3 separate regions of the Mus musculus genome follow, and regions 1 and 2 are each linked to region 3. The links are chromatin contacts, called in public Hi-C maps. All regions are on one chromosome and are shown on one strand. The core of a region is the stretch at or near the end of the contact, and the rest is flanking DNA. Distances in the headings are between cores, read along the strand shown. Region 1 overlaps Gm33045 (predicted gene, 33045). Region 2 has its middle 27 kb from the start of Gm33045. Region 3 has its middle 38 kb from the start of 4930526H09Rik.

Region 1 (3,541 bases), core at 571-3,070, 310 kb before region 3:
GCTTACTAGGACACCACATCACTGCTATTTCACATTCATCTCATTTTTTTCAGATGCACACACTGAACCCTGGGCAGGAGAGGATGCCCCGAGATGTAATCTAAGTGGCTTCCAAAGGCAAGGCATACATACTCTCTTGGCTCCCTCATTCCTCCCTGTTAGCCTGCTCTAAAGACCTTCCTTTCTGAAGAAAACTCCCCATATAACGCATCAAGCACTTCAGATGATGAAGATGTCTCCAAGTGCCTCATGAGAAAGAGTCTTGCTGGAGAAGGTCAGTGTCTTTGCAGAAGTATTTCTGCTCTGCTCCTAGCTGAGCCGGTGCCCCACAGCTCAGCTGCCACCGTGGGAGGAGTTCTAGCAATAAGAAATTCATAATCAAATTTCCAGTGTTTTTTTCCTCCCTGCTCTTTCAAGTCTAAAAAATTGGCACACAGAGAGAGAGAGAGAGAGAGAGAGAGGAGTGTCTTCAGATAATAGAGCCCCTGTCTATCTGCATAGCTTGGATGATTCCTCTTCCCCAGTACATAACACTGGTCTGTTTCAAAGCACATGTACCACAAACAAGAAACAAACCATCCCAGTGAGGGGATTATTTGCTACCAATGCCCACTTAACTGAAAAATTCTATAGTTTGTTCAAATCGACTTCTGAGATCTTGTGCTGACAGGATCAGAATTTGGGGTGTCATATTTATCAATGGTGGTTCGGCCAGTACGGAGCCAGTATGGAGAATCAGATGTACATTGTACATTAGCAATTGACCCCACTGTGGAGGGACTTGAATCAGAATTCCAGTGTTTCTAGGTCTTTTCACTGATGGTTTCCTCAGAAAATATTTGTCATGTGACTTAAGGGAGCCAACAGAAGGCACTGCTTTTGCATAGGACATGTATGGAAATGAAGCAACGAGAGAGATGGCTCCCAGGCCCTGCCTGTCTCAATGATGAGTGATGACCATTTTAGTCACCCTTTCCTTGTCTGGCACAACGTGTGAAGCTATGTGGGTTGGAAAGCTTGAGGTCCTAACTGGCAATCTAGCTAGAGCAGAGTACTGAGGGCATGGTGCATGATAATTTCAATTCTTCACCCAGAGTGCTGGACTCAAGGGAGCACATGAATACAGTGATATGGGTAAAGACTGGAGTTTACTAATAGCTACTCTAAAGGCTGTGTCAACTTTAAAGCTCTGTTTAATTCTGCCATGAGCAGTGTGTCTGCTCTGAACGAGAACCCAGGGCCAGTGAGCTGAAAGACTTGGTTATCCAACCCACAAACACCTGCTCTGGGCTGGGAACTGTGGACAGAAACAAAGCAAGATGTATAAGCAGGAGCAGTAAGCCTCCCCAGGTGCCTCTGCTCATTGTGCCAGTTTCTGTAGCCTTATCTTGGCTGGAGGCCTACTTGAGAGTAACAGCCCTTTCCCTCCATGCCATTTCATCTGCTTCAAGCCCAAACACGGATGGCTCACCTTATGTAGTAGTAGCTATTCAAAACCCCCATGAACGTGCTCCTCTTCCACAGTCTGCACAGACGCAAGGAGGGCTTAGAAAACACAGAAGCCCATGACTATCTAAGTGATAAGCTTCATCTATATTCCCCTGGGTCAGAAACAGACTCTGGGTAATTCAAGCTAGGAGATGTTCTTTCTGGTAAAAGAAATGGTACCTTGCTGCATAGCTAATAAAATGCATCATCTGTCAGCATTGAAGAGCCCTTTCGGTCCGTAATTATTATCATTAGGCACAAGTGTAAGTGCTCTGGAATTTCATCTTGGGGTGGGGCTCTGTGAATGGCTCTTAACTTCCCTAAAGGGCTCTCTGGGAGCAGGAAGCCTGCCCATGGAGAGCAACACATCACCACCACCACTCCTTTGAGTGGTGTTATTTGGGATTGTTTTAGTGACAACTGTTTGGATGACAAAACTATGTAAATTCTGTGGTTAGAAGAACTGATAGTCTCCTGGCTACAATGTTTTTGCTAGCTGACTTCCCAGCTGAGGCCATATTGTCATCTTTCCAAAAATTGAAAAGGGGATTCCCACATTTCTCCTACGCTACCAAGCATCCTTTACAGGCACACAATAAAAACCCTTTGAAGGGTTGAACCTCTTTAACTTGATGCATTATCTCTTCATTAGCAAAAGAAATCAGAGCTGAAGCAATCGACAGTGTTAATGGCACCCTTCTGCTTGCAGCCCACATTTGTGACCCTCCCATGAGTGTACAGGGCCCCTGCCATATGGTTAACTCTGTGGGGGTTGCCCTGGGGATTTCAGAAAAATGATGAGACAGTCTTCTTTTTAGAGGGGCTTATAATTCAATGATGAGCTGTCCTCTGGAGAGATATTAAAAAAAATAGTCCACAAACATCGGCCTTATGTCAGACAGATTTGGAATTCAACTTTACTCTCCCACTTTCAGGCTGATTGAGTCAGAATCCCAAATTTCATCTCTTGATTTCACATTTCATCATCTGAAAACTGGGAATGCTGATAACTCCTCTGAGACAAAGTGGGAATGAAAATGAGTGGGAAGGAAAATGACACTCACTGAGCAGGGAAAGTATTACTGAAGACCATGGTAATTATGACTAAATGGTGTGAAGGGATGGGATAGAGTAGCTATAAGTAAAATCAGTAATGATGAAGATGAAGATGGTGTGTATATCTGATATACATTTGAAAAAGAGAGAACCCTTTGGAGCTAAAATAAAAAATGTTTCAGAGTTGGCTTAGTTTGATTTTTTACTGTTGTGAACAAACACCATGAACAAGGAAGGCCAGTCTTACAAAAACAGCATTTAATTGTGTCTGGTTACAGGTTCAGAGGTTCAGTCCATTATCATCGGAGCAGGAAACATGGCATCATCCAGGCAGACATGGTGCACAAGGAGCTGTGAGTTCTGTATCTGGATTAGAAGGCCTCCAGAAGACTGGCTTTCAGGGTGTTAGGAGAAGGGTCTCAAAGCCTATGTCCAAAGTGACACACTTCTTCCTAAAAGGCCACATCTATTCTAACAAGGCCACACCTCCTAAAAGTACCACTCCCTGGGCCAAGAAGAATTTAAGCTAATTTTAAAATTAAATGTAGAATTCCGTTAGGGGAGGTTAAAATGTAGACATTCCAAGTGGACATAGTAGCTATGTCTAGTAGAAGCATTCAGTCTGTGATGTGACCTGTTTAGAATTCCACTAAAGGAATCTCATTTAAATAAATTTCTTCACCAAGTGAGTAAGGACATCCAAAAGCTCCTTTGTAGAGACTCCATGGATAGGTATTCAGGTTTAGTTTCTCAGCAACCTCCTCTAAATCTTTGGTTCTATTGTACTTCCAGAGGTAACACCCTTGGATATTACAAATGATACAATTTAAACTTGAAGGTTGGAGATGAAATTAACTTTGTCAATTCATTGACCTAAATTAAGGAGTCTGTACTAGACTATCTGGTGAGACTCCACAGAGTCACGGGGTCCTGGAGTGTCAAAGAAGAATGCATGCAGGGAGAACCAGCTAGATGGCAAATTAAGATGGCTGACCGA
Region 2 (3,673 bases), core at 1,009-3,508, 340 kb before region 3:
TGTTCTTGAGCCAGGACGATACAGGACTATTTTGGATTAAATTTCTGGAAACAAAATTCCTATTTTCCTTTCCCTCCTTCGTTGAGATAATAATCTTGGGCGGCCACTGGTAAGCCTTGTCCACTGAGGTGGCCGTCCCTCACTCAAAGTACCAAGAAAGATCCAGCAATATGAGTGAGAGTATGAAGACTCCAGGTGTTCAATGGTTCTGACATTTGGAGTGTCATGTTTCGTGTGATTCCACACAAGGGTTCTGACATATTTATTTTAGATGCATATTAGAGGAGAGGAAATCTGTATGTTGCTTTTAAAGTAAAAGTGCTTAGAAGAATTTAAGCAATGGACTAAATAGAAAAATTAAGGGAGTTGAAAGAAGGGGGTGAAGAAAGCTTTGCACAAGACTATGGAAAACCAAAGAAGCTATCTGTTAATGTAGCATTTCTCTACCTTTAGTTTATTAGAACCTGTCCTTCGTGCCCAGAGGAAAGCAGTCAGCACCGCTTAGGTGTCTCCAGCTTTTAGCTTTTACTTCCGTTCTTCGGCTTGCTGTGAGAGCCCAGGCTGAGTACCAGCTTACCTGACAGGAGTCAGCACATTCCTGTGTCATTCCACACAGGGCAATGCTAAGTCATGTCTGAAACTCACCCTTGATCCCTATCACCAGCCTCTGCCCGCTCGATGCACGCTGTGACTTCTTGGCTCTCACTTCCTTTTGCATAAAGAGGAATAAATAGGTTTCTTGCACAGTCTTCCCATGGCGCTGGATCTCATGACTTACTAAATCAATCGCCTCCAAGAGCATGGTTATCCTCTAAATTGTTAATTACAGAGAACGTATCAGATCCTTTGTATGTAAAATGTATCAGTGACCACACATGCAAAAACATGCAAGAACATGCTTCTGCAAGAGCACTGTTTTCTCTCCAGCCCAACGCCCTGTTGACACCATTTGCAGGGAGAGGCAAGAGGTCATAGGGACCCTTATGTAATATGGATACTAAACACAGTCTAGAAATCTGTATGTCACTTCTGACATGCATGTCATTTCCATGTTCTGATGGGTGTCCAAACCATCTTCTATAATTTAACTCGATCATCAAAAACCCCTAGAATTGTGCTATAACACCATCATGTCACCGAAGGGGAAACTAAGCAAAAGACATTGAATAACTCACTACACATCACACTAATTCAGCAAGGTGTAGAGCCAAGATTTAACCAAGGCCTGAAGCTCTAAGTCCATGCATCTAGTCTGCTAGCTCACAGAACTTCAGTTTACTAAACAGTAAAAAATCGTGAATTGTACTACACCCCCTCCCCCAACTCCAGGGTGAGTTCCAATTTTCATCCAAAAGAAAGTGAAAATAAATTATCATATTTTAGAGTATGATATGAACATATAGCATACTTTACTATCAATTAAAGACAGTATTTTTAAAGGCTAGTTAAAGAAGCCCTACTTATGAGTTAAAAAATTAGTATATATGGAAAACACATTTCCATGACCACATCGAAGTCCCGCCCCCTGAGCAGGAATTCTAGTATGGTGAATTTACTTCAATTCCTGTATTGGTGTAATTACAAAATAATGGCTCCCAAGGTGACATTTTCATAGATATGCACAAACTATGCTGACAATATTTACCTATCATTAGCCTCTCTGGTCTCTCTTACTACTTCTCTAAGGAAGCAAGTCTGGCCTGCATAAGAAAGCCACCTGAGACTGAGTCTGGCATTGAGCCAAAAGGCAGCCCACCCTCAGCATTCCATCAAGGCTTCTGTTTACAGCTCCTGCCATGACTTTCCTCACTGATACATTGTGATCTGGGGGTGTAAGCAAAAAACACAAACACAGAAACGAAACAAAACAAAACAAAAACCCCAATCTTTCCTTCCTAAGCTGCTTTTGCTCAGAGTTTCCTCAGAGCAGCAGAATGGATGCAGGCCAGTCACCTTTTACCTTCCTGTCTGGTTTCCAAATGGAGATTCTACAAATGGGAGAAAATGTGTGATCTCTGGATTTTTGGAATAAGGCTTAGCCTGGAGATAGAACCACACATTTTTTATAGAAACAAAGTGATTTCATTTTTTCTTTGCAACTGCATAATATACCACTGTGTATATACGCTACGTTGTCTTTATCCATTCAGCTACCGAGGGACACCCAGACCTAGCTGCTGCGATTGTGCTGTTAGAAACCTGGCTCGGCGGAGTCTTTAGTGTACGTGGCCTCTGACTCCTTGAGTCATACATGCACGAGTAGTCTAGCTGTATCATACAATGGTTCTATTTTTAGTGTTTTAAGGAACCTACATACTCATTCCCACAGTGAATGGACTAATACTTTCATTCCCATTGAAAATGTATTAGGGTTCTCTCTTTTCTCCACATACTCCACGCATTTGTTCTTGCTAGGGTGATTGCCATTCTCACTGGAATTCAAGTTTTAGATGAGAGAAGCGAAGACTCAAGCAATCCGATTCAAAATTTTCAAATGCACTCAAACTTGCTTCTTCCTCAGTGACATTTGTCGGCTGTGATGTGTTTATGGGCTCTTGGCATCTTCGTTCACAGCTTCCTTGGGACAGCCTAGTCAGGTGAATTTGGCAGTCGTAGGATGACTCAGTGCACCGCCAGTCATGTGTGCACTGGACTTGTGTCTCTTACCAATGTGCAGCTGGCCTGAAGCAAAGTAATTAGACACTCGACAGAATAGGAGCCAACTACAACTGGCACGATTTTATTTTTTAATAATAACATTACTTTCCCTTAAAGGAAGTAAGGTGTTCATTTATATTCTGGAAGACATTCTTTTATCTCCTGGGGGATCGCTAACAGTTTATGAACTGGCAGCTTTGAGTAGCACTGATCCAGCACAATTTTAGTAGAACACACTCGAATGTGGAAGATGAAACATTGGGTTCTGGAGACAGGCAGGTCTGAGAGTGAATCATGGCTCAGCCAATGATCAGAAAGAAGGCTTAGAATAAATTAAAAATAAAAAAGAAAGGCTCCAGAATCTCATTTTGGAATGCTTTGGGTAGAGATCTTCAGATAAATGGAGTTCACACACACACACACACACACACACACACACTGAGACATATGTACTCTCGTGCACATGTATATGCATATGTGTGGGGGCACTTGTGCATGTGTGCATTAATGTGTGTGTGTATGTGTGTGTGTGTATGTGTGTGTGTGTGTATGTGAGTGTGTGTGTGTGTGTGTGTGTGTGTGTGTGTGTGTGTGTGTGTATTAGATACATACATTGTGGGTAGGGGAGATGAGTGTAGGATTTGATGCAGAAAAGGGGCTCATAATCTGCTTATTTAGTAATTTCCAATTATATAACGTACACTAAAGACTCTGCCGAGCCAGGTTTATATATACATATATATGTGTGTGTGTGTTTGTGTGTGTGTGTGTGTGTGTATATATATATATATATATATATCTTACTTTAGAAGACAGAATTATGTCAGTCAATATCTACATTTTAGTAGTCTTATAAATTATTAATAAGCCATGGAATTCCCTGAAGTGCTAGCATGTGTGAAATAGTTCTAGAGTTGCGTCAGTATGCTTTAGGTCGCGGGTAAGTCCAGTTAATCCCGGTATGACTCATGGCTTGTGTATGGAGCCACTGTCGTTTATGTGACAATCAGTTACT
Region 3 (3,901 bases), core at 615-3,114:
CATACTCACATCTTTCTCCTTTATTTTTCACAATCTCGTATCCAATGTATTATTAACACACCTACCACCACTAGCTTCTCTAACTCTCATCAGTCTTCAACAGAAGTTTCTCTTCTTTCTATGGAGCCCCCGTCCTCATTCATATCTTTTCCCCCTGTGGAGTTTAATCAGGGTTCCTTAAATGAGCACAGCACTTGGTTGTTTCCCAGAGCATGCGCAGTATCATTAGCCACAACACAGAAGAAAGTGAGAAGAACATTTCAATAGCTCCTCAAGAAGGGGTGGTGGTCTCGTGGGTTCCTCCTCCAGCCACTGTGTAATGGTAAAAGGCTCAACCCTATTCAGGCCTTGTGCTGACCGTAGCTACTTCATGTTCATGATTGCAATAGCCAGGTAATATCTGCTGGCAGGGTTTCACAGCATCCCCCAGCCCCTTCGTCTATAACGTTCCCTGGGGGGTAGAGAGAATGATATTGCTCACAAGTTTATAGCTGAGAACTGAACACTGCCAAGTTCTTCACAGCAGCCCTGCCTATCACTTCACCATAAAACTGAGACAAGACTGACCACACCACAGCATTAAGATAGAAACTACAAGTTCCCTGCCCACCCCCCACCCCCGTGGTACATCTAAAGTCAGTTCTGTGAGACTGAATCTTGCTACCAGGATTTGAACTTCATATCTTTCTTTTCTCTGAAATTATTCTCTAAGTATGAGATACTAAAAGGCCTGCTTTAGAACACTGCACTAAGAGTTAAGTGTTCACATAGTTTTGGTTAGTCTACAGAGGATGCTCCAAACAGTGAATCTTAGTTACTCTTGCCACACAGAGGTAATTCATTCTCATTCTCTCTCTCCCTCCCCCTCCCCCTCCCCCTCCCCCTTCCCCTCCCTCTCTCTCTCTCCCTCTCTCCTTCTTCCCCACCTCTCTCTGTCTCTGTCTCTGTCTCTGTCTGTCTCTGTCTGTCTCTCTGTCTCTCTGTCTCTCTCTGTCTCTCTCTGTCTCTCTCTGTCTCTCTCTCTCTCTCTCTCTCTGTGTGTGTGTGTGTGTGTGTGTGTGTGTGTGTGTGTGTTAAAACTATTAATTGTAGTAAGCATGGAGAATGACATGTAAGCAAGTCTTAAAATAGATTTTTTTTAATAGAGTTTAACTATTACCAGGAAGCTTCTGTGTCTGTAAATCTATGTGAATTTGAGAACAAACTTTGTCAACTAAACATAGCCCTCCTATTCCCTTCAGAAACCCCTTTTGACTTTCCAACTCCTGCCAATAATTTAAAAGTAAACAAGCAAACAGACAACAAGAATACTACATTTAACCAAGTTAAATACATTTTTGTCCTCCATATCTTATTTATATTAGCCTTTTTAAATTATAGAGAGCCTGAAATTTACATATCTTGAGTAATTTTCTCCATGTAACATAATTGAAAGGAAAGTCCATTTCTTGTCACCATTACCTGGTATTTTTTGTGCTTTAACCAGTTATATATTCATCCACTGTTTTTTTTTTCTTATTTCTAATTGTCACATGATTGTACATATTTATGTGAAACAATGTGATATGTGAACATTACACACACACAAACACACACACGTACACCATTTGAAATGATTAGTGTACCTGCTCTCTTTATTGTGGCTGTGTGATAGGAGCATTAAACATCCCTCCTTCTGAGTAGTTTAAACTATCCAATACATCATTGGCCACCTTAAATCTAGTTTTCTTTTGGCCAAATTTCACTTACCAAAATGTAATATGTCATTAATATCACATCTGTCTGTCCCAGTGATTACTACTGACACAGCATAAAGGGCAAGCTAAAAATAAAGCAGACGTAAGGCTCCATCAGTCACCAGCTTGCCTCCCTAGAGCTATTTTAAGCATGAGCCTCCTCTCTGCAGGATCTCTTGACCTCAGAGAGGGAGAAGTCATAGAGTTCAAGTCATGGGTGGCAGTGATTCATCCAGACTTAGTAATCCTTTTCCTCAGTAGTCCACTTGTATGCTTATGACCACTATCACAAATAAGAAATAACTTGTAAAGCTCAAGTTGAAAGTACCCAAGGAGCTAAAGGGGTCTGCAACTCAATAGGAGGAACAACAATATGAACTAACCAGTACCCCTAGAGCTTGTGACTCTAGTTGCATATGTAGCAGAGGATGGCCTAGGTGGCTATCAATGGGAGGAGAGGCCCTTGGTCTTGCAAAGATCATATGCCCCAGTACAGGGGAATGCCAGGGCTAGGAAGGGGGAGTGAGTGGGTTGGGTAGCAGGGCAGGGGGAGGGTATAGGGGACTTTCAAAGAGGAAACTAGGAAAGGGGGTAGCATTTGAAATGTAAATGAAGAAAATATCTAATAAAGAAAAAGAAATACAAAAAATAAGTTTCTTAAGGTAAACATCTAAAAGTCTTTGGCTTGCCGTCAAGGATCAAAAGGTATTTTTCAATGTTTCACTAATAATCAATACACGAAAAATATCTTAATACCCCAATAAAGTAGAGTTAAGACAATGACCCCGATTAGATGGACCATGTTCCAGGACAGCCCCAAGGATATGTGGACAAAGCAAAATAGACTCAATGAGTTAAAGAGAGAGAGGAGAGTTGATGAAATTGGGTGGATCTGTGAAGAGTTGGCCAAATATAGTGTACAAAATTCTCACATAATTAGGTGTGATGGCGCACACCTTTAATCCCAACACTCAGGAGGCAGAGGCAGGCAGATTTCTGAGTTCGAGGCCAGCCTGGTCTACAAAGTGAGTTCCAGGACAGCCAGGGCTACACAGAGAGACCCTGTCTCAAAAAAACAAAAAACAAAAAAAATTAATAAAATGTTATTTCATGGAGAAAAGGAAAATATTATTTGAGGAAGAAAAGATAGTAGTGGAAGTATGAATATAATAAGATAAATATCATACATGTGTCAATGTCATGATGAGTCTCACTGTTTGATACAACTAATAGACAGGAGTTACAAAGGAAAAAATATTTTAAAAATCCTTCTGAACTCTTTGGAATCATATGAGCAATCTAAGGAGGAAGTCCGGTCTATTTTCAGCCCCAAATTAAATATGGCCAATTTAAAATTAATTGACACAATATTTATAAATAACTCAAGACTCATCCGAGGTGGCAACACTTCCTCCCTATGCTCCATCCTCTCAAGTGTTCGAAGCTTACATTAAGGCCTCCAAATTGAGCAATCTTGCTGAATCATTAATGTTACCCTTTTGACTCACAAGAAGACACAAGGATTTGACAAAAATATTTACAAGCTTGCCTTCCTGAACCCATACTCCTGCTGTGGGGTCAGATCTCAACTTCATGATAGTTTTAGAAAACTATTTCTGGCATACCTGATCATGGTTAGTGACTTCAAGTCACATTGGCACAGAAAGGGGACTTCCCTTCTTACAGAGGAGCAGTGACATTATCGAACAGAACTCCATCTCCCCCACCCCATCTGTCTTGATCATCATGTTTCCCTTGATAGTCATTCACACAGATCCTTCATCTTATGAGAACTCTGGATTTCAGGCTGACTGTTAAACTTGGAAGGAAATTAGAGATCATAAAAACCCATGGTCTCTTCTCTCACTTGAAAAGCAGTGCTGGGTTGTGGGGGAGGCGCAGCTTTGTGTATAATTAGCAGTGATTCCTCCCTCTCTAGGTCTCCTTAAACTTGTGTGTTTCAGTTTCTTTTCTCCAGTACTCTAGAGATCATGTCAAAAAGAATCCCGGTAGATGACACAAAATTGTTTTTCATGGGTTCATTCATTTTCTCATTGAATAATATTTGGCACGACTGTGTGAAAGTTTCTGCTCAATCTACTATCTACATAGCAAGAAACACTGGCAGAATTTCTGCTTTCCAAAGTCTTAGTTGATTAAGTTAC

The links. A called contact is a pair of places that touch in the nucleus more often than the background predicts.
Region 1: a Hi-C map of adipose-derived mesenchymal stem cells shows a contact between it and region 3, with 2.5 times the contacts expected there. The contact joins two enhancer-like sites. A contact is called at or near these places in 1 of 15 datasets of contacts at CTCF or cohesin (the NIH/3T3 cell line), 2 of 484 Hi-C or Micro-C datasets (adipose-derived mesenchymal stem cells and bone marrow-derived macrophages) and 4 of 115 datasets of contacts at active chromatin or transcription factors (SST interneurons, embryonic basal ganglia, fibro-adipogenic progenitors and 1 more).
Region 2: a Hi-C map of bone marrow-derived macrophages shows a contact between it and region 3, with 26 read pairs. The contact joins two enhancer-like sites. A contact is called at or near these places in 2 of 484 Hi-C or Micro-C datasets (bone marrow-derived macrophages and peritoneal macrophages) and 1 of 115 datasets of contacts at active chromatin or transcription factors (the NIH/3T3 cell line).

What each region holds. Positions count from the first base shown.
Region 1 is chr13:110,631,646-110,635,186 of GRCm38.p6, forward strand. Gm33045 (predicted gene, 33045) reads left to right here. Exons shown (of 6, transcript NR_167735.1): 4 at 54-274. Among named protein-coding and RNA genes, the nearest start is that of Gm33045, 6.2 kb to the left of the region's middle. Within about 2 kb of position 1,821, at least 24 of the 459 cell types and tissues checked have an H3K27ac peak or open chromatin away from gene starts, as enhancers often do. A contact at or near this core is called in adipose-derived mesenchymal stem cells, where this site is marked.
Region 2 is chr13:110,597,918-110,601,590 of GRCm38.p6, forward strand. No RefSeq gene overlaps it. Among named protein-coding and RNA genes, the nearest start is that of Gm33045, 27 kb to the right of the region's middle. Within about 2 kb of position 2,259, at least 34 of the 459 cell types and tissues checked have an H3K27ac peak or open chromatin away from gene starts, as enhancers often do. A contact at or near this core is called in bone marrow-derived macrophages, where this site is marked.
Region 3 is chr13:110,939,912-110,943,812 of GRCm38.p6, forward strand. No RefSeq gene overlaps it. Among named protein-coding and RNA genes, the nearest start is that of 4930526H09Rik, 38 kb to the left of the region's middle. Within about 2 kb of position 1,865, at least 33 of the 459 cell types and tissues checked have an H3K27ac peak or open chromatin away from gene starts, as enhancers often do. A contact at or near this core is called in adipose-derived mesenchymal stem cells and bone marrow-derived macrophages, where this site is marked.